Linked DNA regions of Cyprinus carpio: region 2 is linked to region 1. A link is a contact called in public Hi-C data. All regions are on one chromosome and are shown on one strand. Each heading gives the region's core, a stretch centred on a gene start, on an enhancer-like site or on the middle of the called end of the contact. The rest is flanking DNA. Distances are from core to core; before and after follow the strand shown. Region 1 holds the start of pex6 (peroxisome assembly factor 2). Region 2 holds the start of LOC109075512 (sentrin-specific protease 5-like).

The links. Hi-C and Micro-C count contacts between places; a contact is called where the count stands out from the background.
Region 2: a Hi-C map of liver shows a contact between it and region 1, with 4 times the contacts expected there. The contact joins the promoter of LOC109075512 here to the promoter of pex6 in region 1. A contact is called at or near these places in 2 of 8 Hi-C or Micro-C datasets (liver and skeletal muscle).

Annotation. Positions count from the first base shown.
Region 1 is chrA22:21,305,730-21,311,555 of ASM1834038v1, forward strand. pex6 (peroxisome assembly factor 2) reads right to left here and starts at 2,175. Exons shown (of 17, transcript XM_042712227.1): 1 at 965-2,175; 2 at 279-448; 3 at 124-207; 4 at 1-49. The coding sequence starts at 2,137.
Region 2 is chrA22:21,844,719-21,850,544 of ASM1834038v1, forward strand. It overlaps LOC109075512 (sentrin-specific protease 5-like), which reads left to right and starts at 3,742. Exons shown (of 9, transcript XM_042712253.1): 1 at 3,742-3,898; 2 at 4,786-5,616; 3 at 5,696-5,801. The coding sequence starts at 4,917. LOC109065880 (anosmin-1-like) reads left to right here. Exons shown (of 14, transcript XM_042712248.1): 14 at 1-551.

The sequences.
Region 1 (5,826 bases), core at 925-3,424:
AGCAGAGAAACCACACACCTGCTTCACTCTGCAATACAGCACAGGCCACCTGCGAAACACAGAAGCTGCATGAGGACTGGTTTTCAGGGATCTTTAAAGCATCGACTGAAGATAAACCCGCACCTGAGGATTCCTTCAGAGCTGTTCTCTATTAGATCAGGATGTCCTTCTGACGGGATTCCCAATATACTCCCCCGCTGAACAAGCCTGCAAACAAACACAACGCTCAGGAAAACCAGCAAGACAGTCATATATGACCATAAATGCACTGTGAGCACCTGGGAGAGCTGAAGTGTTTGTAGAGGATGCTGTCGAAGGGCCCATGGGAGTTGTAGTCTGGAGATATGACGGCTTCGATGTGCAGCTCTTTAGCAAACGGCGGCACTGCACATCGACACGCGCTCACGGAGATCTGAGACTCGGCCTCAGACAACACTTTATTCCACCTCTGCTTCAATTAAATCACACACACACACACACACAGAACTAATCACACATCTGTTGACATCTGATCGACCATCAGGCCTCACTGAGTGTTTCCATACAGTGGCAGACTGATAAAATAATATCTGGCCATTCTTGAGAAGAGAAGTGGTCCAAGAACTGAGCCCTGAGGCACCCCAGTACTTAGATGTTGTGACTTGGACACCTCACCTCTCCAAGATACTTTGAAGGACCTATCTGAGAGGTAAGACTCAATAGAATAGGTGTTTACATATATATATATCAGCAATTTTACAGCGAACTGAATTGTACTAAATAGGTCTTTTCTGTTGTGAAGTAACCTTTTGAACATGTATTTGTATTTACTCTCTCTATATGAAGTTGGATGTATAAGTATATCCAATGATATGTAAGAATACATCTACCGTTTGATTTTTTTATACACTTGGAAAATGTAAACTATATCATCGCACAGCAGCTTTACAATATATATGAAGTTCTTTATATCTATATACTTCACCTTAATTTTGATGGTCTTATTTCCAACAGGCACTGCCATCCCGTCTGTCAGGTTAAACCACTGAACCGGTGAAATGAAGCCCACGTTGTCATTCACATCCATGTCTTGCTGTCTAACTGTGTCAAAAGCTTTGATTGCAACCAGATGAACACGTCCCTGCTTCTTATTGGGAATTGCACAGCTGCTTTCCCGGTCGGCCAGGACAGGACTCTGAGTCTGAGGGGTCTTCTTCACCTTGTCTGCTGGGACGGACGCAATGACCCACTCCCCGTTAAACACACCCATCTTCAGTAACAAGCTCTTGTGCACAAAAATAGTGCTGTCAACGTCCAGTCCTTCATTCTGCTCTAGTCTAGACAGAATTCCTCCAGGTTTATGGAGATTTGAGACGTCTACCACGCGCACATCGAGTCTGCATTCAAGAGCCTGCAAGAAAGCACTGAAGTCCAGCACTCTACTGTTCAGCAAAGAGCTGCCGGAACTCAGGCTACTTGCGTACTGGGCAAAATCAGAGACAAAGAGAGAGGAAGCTGACAGTCTGCTCGTGGTGGTGCTGGTGTTGGTCAGGTCCAGATCTCTGCAGTCTGACACCACCACACTGGTGTCCACTGTTATCCTGCCCTGACTGACAGGTGTGCACTCCAGCACCATCACCTCTGAGAGGCACTGCTGCACCTGTGCGGCTTCTTCACCCAGTAGATGATGGTAGGGGATGAGCAGAGCATCTCCTTGCCTCGCCAGCAGAGTCTGTCCGTGACAGGACGCCAGGATCAGCAGAGCATTGGAGAACTTCTCTGAAGAAGCCCATTTAAAGCTCTGCTTCGTCCGAGCCCCGATGACAATCTTCTTTAAAGGCAGCAGAGACTGTGGACGAACCGTTCCCGGCGAGTGCTCCTTCAGTCCGTAGTGTTTGAGGAAAGATCTGCTCACATAAACAGCGAGGCACGTGGGAATGTTTACATCGGTCTCTCCCTCCGAAGTCGCGTGCGCGCACACCAAAAAGCCCCGATTACAGGGGGACTGTTGGTCCATCAGCGACAATAACAACGCGTATGTGGGTCCAGTGTAGTCTGGAAACTTTTGAGTAAATTGTGATTTGCTGATAAGCACATGTAGAGGATGAATATGTGTTGGAAAGTCATCAAGACACTGCAACTTAACGGGGGCCGCCATGTTGAAAATGTGCGCATGCGCATTGAAACGAGAAAAACTGACCGCTGACAGAAAGTTTTTATTTTTATTTTTTATATATAACTGATTATTTTGCGTAAACGTTACCTTTCCCCTTCAGATCAGAACTGTATCGATATATTGAAACGTTAGAGGGTAGGCTAATGGGAAAACTAAAGAAACCAGTTTTCGTACTACTATTTACCGTAATACAATGTATGGTACTTAATTTTTTCATACAATTATGTAATTATTTTTTTCTCTCTCTCTCCAATTCTCTTGCCTTCATCTCATTACTGCACGCATGGTTTGTCTTTCGATTAAATAATTCAAACTGAATGGCTACACAGATTAACAACACTAGATTTAGAATTGCAATAATAAACATTTAATAAACATTTAATAAACAATTAAGCATTTACATTTTAGTCATTTAGCAGACGCTTTTATCCAAAGCGACTTACAAATGAGGACAATAGAAGCAATCGAAATCAACAAAAGAGCAATGATATACAAGTGCTATAACAAGTCTCAGTTAGCTTAACGTAGTTAACGTAGCAAGGTTTTTTTTTTAATAATATAATAAATAAAAAGAAAACAAAATAGAAAAAGAATAGAGCAAGCTAGTGTTAGAGGTCTTTTTGCTTTTGTTAATTGTATAATAAATGAAAAGAAAACAGATGGAATACAAAATAATAGAAAGCAAGTGTTAGTTTTTTTTTTTCAAAGAAAACAAGCAGCAAATGAATAGAGTGCAAATCTATAAGGGACAAGTTTTGTTTTTTTAGAATAGAATAGAATAGAATAGAATAGAATAGAATAGAGGCTATAGTTCAATATAGAGGGTCAAATAAAGATGGAAGAGATGTGTTTTAAGCTGATTCTTGAAGATGGCTAAGGACTCAGCTGCTCGGATTGAGTTGGGCAGGTCATTCCACCAGGAGGGAACATTTCATTTAAAAGTCCGTAAAATGGACTTTATGCATCTTTGGGATGGCACAATCAAGCGACGTTCACTTGCAGTGTTCTGAACGCAAGTGTTCTGTTTTGGCAAGGTTGAAGGTGATGGTTCTTTATCCAGCAAGAAATGTCTGTTAGACAAGCTGAGATGCGAGCAGCTACTGTCGGATCATCAGGATGGAATGAGAGGTAGAGTTGAGTGTCATCAGCATAGCAGTGGTATGAAAAGCCATGTTTCTGAATGACAGAACCTAATGATGCCATGTAGACAGAGAAGAGAAGCGGTCCAAGAACTGAGCCCTGAGGCACCCCAGTAGTTAGATGTTGCGACTTGGACACCTCACCTCTCCAAGATACTTTGAAGGACCTATCTGATAGGTAAGACTCAAACCACTGGAGTGCGGTTCCTGAGATGCACTTTGCCAGTAGGGTTGACAGGAGGATCTGGTGGTTAACCGTGTCAAAAGCAGCGGACAGATTCAGCAAGATAAGTATTGAAGATTTCGATGATTAACATGATTATAATAATAAATAATATTTCTCCAAGTTATCTTAACATTGTGTGTTCTCATTTCATTTAGGCTTATTGCTAAAGCAGCACTTTATTACCACTAATAAACAACAAATACATCTGTAAGTCAGGGTTAGACTTTTCTTTTGTTTTTTTATTTTTTTGGTTATTTTTCTTTCTGGAGAACCACGTTATTTCTCATAGGGAATTGGTTTGAAATTACTGGACAACCAATGAATGTGTCTTAATGAGCTTATTTTCTCCTAAATAAATGAATTATTAAATTCTTCATTCAAAAAATGCTTGTTGACAATTAGCTTGTGGTATCAATCTTGGCCACTAGCTGGCAGTTCAATTCAAGTTTATTTGTATAGCGCTTTTTACAATACAAATCATTGCAATGATTTCTACAATATTTAGTAGTAGCTTTTCAGTGGTGACTGTCAGTTTTTTGTGCATACAGCAGAAATGTTCAGAAAAATCAATAAAAGACTTAAACAAACAGATGATTAACACTAATAACAGCAATTATGCAATCAAACTTATAGCAAAATGTGGTAGTTCTGTATGTTGTTTCTGGGTTAGCATCATCTGAGGTCCTCTGAGGGGTTGGCATCATCTCTTCTCAGGTGTTCTGGATCCAGACTGGAGCTTGTGTAAATCCTAGTAATCCCGTGGCAAAACAGAGAAACAAATAGAGACATAATTAGCATAGCTGCTGTTCCAGGCAAGTAAAATTAATTAGTTTAACCCAAGCTAAAGAATAATAATGCGCATTTGATCAGATATAACTACAGTCCAAAATTATGAGATGCATTATTTGAATGCTTGGCCAAAGAGGTGTGTTTTTAATCTAGATTTAAACAGAGAGAGTGTGTCTGAACCCCGAACATTATCAGGAAGGCTATTCCAGAGTTTGGGAGCCAAATGCGAAAAAGCTCTACCTCCTTTAGTGGACTTTGCTATCCTAGGTACTACCAAAAGTCCAGGGTTTTGTGACCTTAGGGAGTGTGATGGATTGTAGCGTGGTAGAAGACTAGTTAGGTACACAGGAGCTAAGCCATTAAGGGACTTATAGGTAAGTAATAATATTTTGTAACTGATACGGAACTTAATAGGTAGCCAGTGCAAAGACTGAGAAATTGGGGTAATATGATCATATTTAACTTTTCCACACATTTTGCACTTTTTTTTTTTACACATTTTTCACTTTTTTATTTTTTCATTGTCATCTTCTAAAACAAACTGATTTGAAGCACATGCAGGTTTCTGTTTGTATCTTGTTTCTCTTGGCAACCTATAAACTCAAAGATGCTCAAAGTCAGAAAGAGAAAAAGGTCACATGCAAATTTGCAATAAAACTCTCAAGGTCAGTTTAAGTTCAAATCTTTAAAGTTCACTGCAAGTCAAAGAATAAATGTTTTCTGTTAGTTTCAATAAAGGCGATTAATTTATGTTTTGATGGGTTTCTGCTAGTTGGTGGTTTAGTATTGATCTGAATATTTGTGTTCTTGAGTATTCATTGTCAAATGTGTTCTCTAACATATCACCATAGGAACTCAACATATCCCAGCTGCAAGACGTCCCATCACCCCCGTAAAATACAGCTGGAACGTAATCATGTATAGTATACAAAAATGGCATATTATATATTTGTGATATTATAAAATCTTTTTCATGCATACAGCCAAATAGTGGAACTGCATGCACTCAAGACCACGTTCAAAAATAAAGGTTAATATATGTATCCATGTACATGGCACTATTAGAGTACAATTTGGTATTTCATTATTAGAGAGATATATAAGGTGAACTATTATCTAACATACAATTGAAAGTAGCTAGCAGTAAACACTTCTAATGTCTATACTGCCCCTTAAAATGGGATTCTGTCCTGTTACCTATTCTGCCATATTTTTCATTTTATTAAAATATTTTACCTAGGATTCAATCAGAGCATTAAACTGTTTTCAGACATGACATACAGTTTGGTTACAGGGTTGCAAAAACATATAAACATGCATAAAATAAAACAGATCTTGAGAATATACCGTACATTCACACTTTGTTTAAATAAAGCAATTTTACCTCATTTTGGGGATTTTCAATCCTTAGTTTGTAGTACTTGCAAAATGTGCCAGTTGCTGTGCTGTAGTGAGCAGGTCTCACCACTGGGAGGCAAATATCTTCCTTTAAAAGAACATGCTGCACTTGGTTGTCT
Region 2 (5,826 bases), core at 2,492-4,991, 540 kb after region 1:
CCTTAATCTCAGATCACAACATTTGAACAGGGTTATTTCTAAACAACAGCATGTCTGATTTTATTTATTGTGAATGTAATTCATTCATCTCAAGAAGAACGAGTGTAAGACTAAATTTCTATGACAAATCGTGAGATATGTCAGTGCCTTATACTGTATCAGTTATATCAGGCTAGATCAGATTGATTTACTGCAAAGCGTGTTAACGTGTCTCTGCTTTAGCTGTCCGTCTGTCTTTACAAATCACTCACAGCATACAAACAACAAATGAGCTGGCATACTGCTGCTATAACTGGGCAAATGTTTTCATGAAATGCTTTTGAAAGATGTATCTTTGTACAATATAGCATACAGTTTTTGTAAATATTGAATGTGATGTATTATCTATGGTTTGTTGTCTTTACTAATAAACTAGGCTGGATGAATCGCCACACTTTCATCGTTTATGAATATATGTGTCTGTCAGGAGAATGTAAACTGAACATCAACAGCAGGGGCGGATTAAGGTGGTCAGGGGCCCCTAGGCTGCTCTTTGTGTGAGCCCCGCCCCCCAATCATCATGCTTTACTGGAGAATTTTATTTAGTGCAATGCATGGTCCACACGCAAATAGTAAGGTGAACTGGCACACACACACACACACACACACACACACACACACATTGAGACAGTCAATCCAACATTCCCAGTGTCCCCACAGGATTTTGTGAGACTGTGATGGGTGCACATTGGTTCCTGTAGTCTTGGGGGGGGGGGGTCTCCAGGTATACGAAAATTTTGTTCATTTTAAATTTAAATGCATAAATCTGGTGCATTTTGAGAGCAGAATCAAGTGACTAGATCAATGAAGAAATATGTGTAAACAATTTTGTGCTCTTGTAGTAGTTTATTTGTTGGTTGCATAGATGTGAAAGTGATGGCAGGGCTCAGTTGTCTGTAATGCCGACACTTAACTCAAGACAGAGCACATGAGATTGGGTTCATGAGAACAAGATGAGGCAGATTTTTATACATAAAATTCTCAGTGACCAAATACATGACTGGAAAAATAGTCTGCAGGTGCATTTCAAATTGTTTTAATTAATCATCTTAAATGTAATTTCAGTTCTACCTTCTGAGTATGATCTATCATATGTAGTAAAAACAACAACACTCAAGCACTGTAAGGGTTTTGTTTAACTGACTGGCTTATCTCCTGTATGATTTCATGTGAGTCTCTTCAGACCTAAGAACTGTACATGAATTATGAGCTTCTAGAATTCTGAGAACTGAACTACCTTTCACAAATTGAACATAGAAATAAAAACAGTATAATTAACAAAACATAGTTCTTTCTTAGTTGTATTTAGTGCGAACCATAAGTGCAGCCATAATCAAAGTAGGCTACTCTCTCAATATTCAAAGTGCAAACAGAGACCAAATTTTTCAAGCATGACACAGAGCTATAGACAACTACACAACCTATTATAGCCTACATACTAATCACTAGATATGTTGTGTAGCCTAATTTGCACGCATCGGGGAGTCGCTCTCAAAACACAATCGACCTCAACTAACACTCATGCCATGCATTCAACAAAAAAAAAAATAAATAATCTTATGGACCAGTGAGGGGCTTTTTTTTTCATCATGAAGAAAAAAAAGTAATTTTTTTTTTTTTTTTTTTAACAGTCTGGCCAATCTGAGGCCCCTGCACACGTGGGGCCCCTAGGCTGCAGCCAAGGTAAGCTTGCAATAATCCGCGCCTGACAGGAATATTCTTAGACCAAATATAGGCCTACTTAGAGTAGATTTAGACTCAGGTACACCAATCATTAAATTATGAAAACATTCGCCTATTTCTGAATGTTGTGTGAACATACAAAATCCAATTTTTTAAGGATTTAAAAAAAAAATCCTCTTATAGTTACAGTTACAGAAAGCATTTAGTGAACGTTCCACTTGATTATTTTGCAAACATGATGGGAATGTTACTGTACTTTTAAATGTTCTCTGGGTGCTTTTCACACAAATAGTACCGTTAAAGAAACAAAAACAAACATTGAACAAACGTCCAACTAAACCATTATAAAATTGTATTAAAATTACTGGAAGACACAGCACCTTGCCTGAACGTTCTGTGAACTGTTTCCTGTAAGCTGGGCAGTAATTAAAACACAGCAACGTAAATAAATGAAGGGCAGCGCAAACAGAACTTCTTTTTTGTGATCGGACTGTGATGAAAACAGAAAACAAAGCTACATTTGACATGATTAAGCCGCAAGACTTAATATATCCAAGCATATTATACTAGACTTATGTTACATATTGTAAAAAGGAGCATAATATCAATATAAGTATCATGTCTATTCATTGCTGTGATTATTGGCATAAACAGACATCCCAAGTCTCCCGGAAGTCCCGGGAGTCTCCCGCATATTGATAGCGGCTCCCTGATGCCCGCAAATTAGTTAGAATCTCCCGGAATCTAGAGCGAGCAGTGTTGCCAACTTCTTTCAATGGAAAGTAGCTAAACCCCGCCTGAAAAGTCGCTAAATGTCGCTAGATGACGTCATACGTTAATTAGCATATTCATGACGTAAGTGCGTCGTATTTTTATTTGCCTCCCTGTGCTTACATACTGCATTTTTAATGCAGCCACATTCGCAATAAAACTGTTTTTATTATTATATTTTAATGTTTCTGTTTACAAACAACGGAATGAATATTGTAATGACTGAAACGCGCTCCATTAAGACTACATAACCAGCTCTCAAGGATATTAATCTGCACTAAAATCCTATTCACGACATTGTCTAATGAAATCAAATACACATATGATTAAGACAATGGTTGTGCTGTGATTTCGGCTATACTCGCATGTAAAAGAGTTAGAAGCAACAGAATATCTTTTTTTAACTGAAAGTGCTGCTCCTCTCTGCACTCGCTGAACAGAGCAGATGCAGAGAGAGATGCGCGCGCTGGGAAAGAGAGACCTCGCGCTCGTGCGGCAGTACCAGACAGTCTCAGAGACTAAATAAGGTTTGTCCAAGAAAGTCGCTAGATTTGTCGCTAGTCGCTTTTTCCGAAAAATGTCGCTAAGGGGGTCTGAAAAGTCGCTAAATCTAGCGACAAAGTCGCTAAGTTGGCAACACTGAGCGAGCGAGCAAGAGCGCGCAAAGAAGAGACTGTGTTTCAAATCGTGTAGCGCGCGCACGGCAGAGAGGGAGAGGGAGCGAGAGACCTTGCGTGTGTGTGCTAGTGTGCGTGTGTGCGAAGCGCACGTAAGACAGAGAGCATCCTGATTGGCCTGTTTCGGCAAATCAACCAATCAATTGTCAGTGTGGGCGGGCTTTTATCTCTTCTCCCGAACCAAATTAATCAGTTATGTCTATCTAGAAACAGGAGCACAATGGCAGAGGGAGAGTGCAATGGAAAATAAATTAAAGCAGTTTACATAAATAGTATAAGCAGCTTATATAAATAGTAAAAGTAATCTACATATTTAAACATAATTAACGAATAATTGCACAGGCCTATAGCTTATAGAAATAATATTTTATGCTTTTATATTTTTTAGTAAAGTCATGTTCTGTGGTGAAATGTCATATCCTTGTCCTCCTTCCCCCCTTTTTTTTTTGGGGGGGGGGGGGGGGGTTGGCTTCGGGATACCTCACAACTTTATTATTCACCAATCTGATCCAAACGCATAAAAAAGCACTCGGTATCTCGTTCCCGCTAGATGCCGCCAAAACGCTTCGGCGCGTGACGTCATCTGCGTGCGCCGCGCTCGGTCTGCGACCATAACAACGCCTGATAACCCTCACTTTTATCGATATCATTGATAGTGGAATATTGATCGCAGTTTATTCGCACTGCCTTTAAGGTCCCGCACATATCGTCCTTGAGAGCGACACACGGTGAGGCTGTGAATCACAGACGCGCGCGACTGTTTGAAAGCCTGGGTTTTGTGTTTTGTTTGATTGCTAAATAAATGATCTGTTCAGATCTGAATGACTGATAATCACTGACTGATTGTCTCACTATAGATCATTTTGCTTAGAGCTTCCCGAGGGCGTTAGACTTGTATGCATTCGTGTTTTCATTCAGTCTGAATTTCGATCAAAATATTAGAGTCATATTTTTCTCTAATAAAGAAGTAAATCAGTCTGATTGGCGGATGATGTCTGCAATCCGCTGATTTTACTGCCTAAACAAGAGATTCACACCAGTACCACGGTAACACCATTATACATGTACATCGGGATTCACTGAAGTACCACATAAATACCACACGATTATAATAATCATTCATAATATATATCATGGTGTATATCAAAGACGCAAACTATTACCACATGATAGCATCACTAAACCATGTTTTGTGGTTTACCGTGGTGATACTATATTGATAATGTTATATGAATGTGGTTTAGACTGCTTAAAACTACAATGAGATATCCATTAGAGAGAAAACTTAGGTTTCTTCACCAGAAAATGTGCAGCTGACAATTGCATTGAGCAGCAAGATTAACAATCCAAGAGCCAAATGCTTAAAATAATAATAATAAAACGAACGAGTTTTTTTCTCTCTCCAGAACTCCATGTAAAAAGACGGCTTGCAGAATTATTTCACTATAATAATTATTCAATGAAAAATAGACAGACTAGGGATACAAAATAATTAAAAAACTAAGACACCTGTTACCCACACAATACTTTGTATGTTATTTCTGCAAAATACTGACTTTTCATTTGTTTTATTCTTTGTTATTTTATTCGATCTTGTTTTTTTTTGAGCGTGCAGATTAGGAAAGTACATCCACACTCCCAAGAATTCCATTTCCAAGGTCCAGCGTCTGCGTGTCGATGGAGGAATCCTGCTAAAAACACAAAACGGGTGGAGAGGATCCCGGGAGGAATGGGGTAGAGTTCTCGATGAGGGTCCCAGCAGCAAACAGCTCCGTTAGGGTAGAATCAGGCTCGGGTGAGATGCCTGAGAATGGACGCTCCAGGAGGAGACGGGTGCCGAAGACGTGCGACTGCTGCGGGCCCCACCGCAAGCCCCATGTGCCAGGACACCAGCAAGTGCTGAAGAAACGTGGCCGCAAGAAGAAAGAGATGGTGGGCCAAGAAGAAGAAGTGGTGGCAGAGGAGGTGGTGAGCTCGTCGGCAGTGGACTCGATTGTCATTTTTGAAATGGACACAGCTTCTGAGATGGAGGAGGCACCGTCTCCTAAAGGGAAGCCAGACCTTTCCCAGACTGAGGGTGGGAGTGAAAGCACCGTCCTGGTGAACGGCTTGGAGAACAGTGCTCATGCCAACTCTACGCATCCCAGTGACACCAAAGAGCTGAGCCGTCCCATTGAGAGCAGTTCTGCCACCCTGAGTGACTTATCAAAGAACCCCCCCGATTCTTCCTTGATCAGTGCAGAGCCGGACGTTTCTGCTCACACTGATGCCATGGAAACCGAGCCGTCCAGCTTGAGCACTAATGTAAACAAGGCTTCCTGGGACCATCACTACTGCAAGCCCCTCGCTGGGGAGAACATGAAGGACTCCAGGGAGGAGACGGGCCAACCGCCTGCATCGCCTCCTGTCGAATTTACAACTGAGGGCATCATCGAGTGTATTCATGGTAGAGTGGATGATTTCCACAGCTTGTGTTGATTTCTGGTGTCATGATGTAGTTACTGAACATGCTTTTTATCTCCCAGAATTCCTCGAGCAGTTCTATGGGAAATATGGAAGCTTCACCCCATTAAGTGATGCTGACGTCCTCTATCACCTAAATAAGACGTTTCAGTCTGATCTTAATGACAGGCAAGTTTAATCCCTAATAAATAAT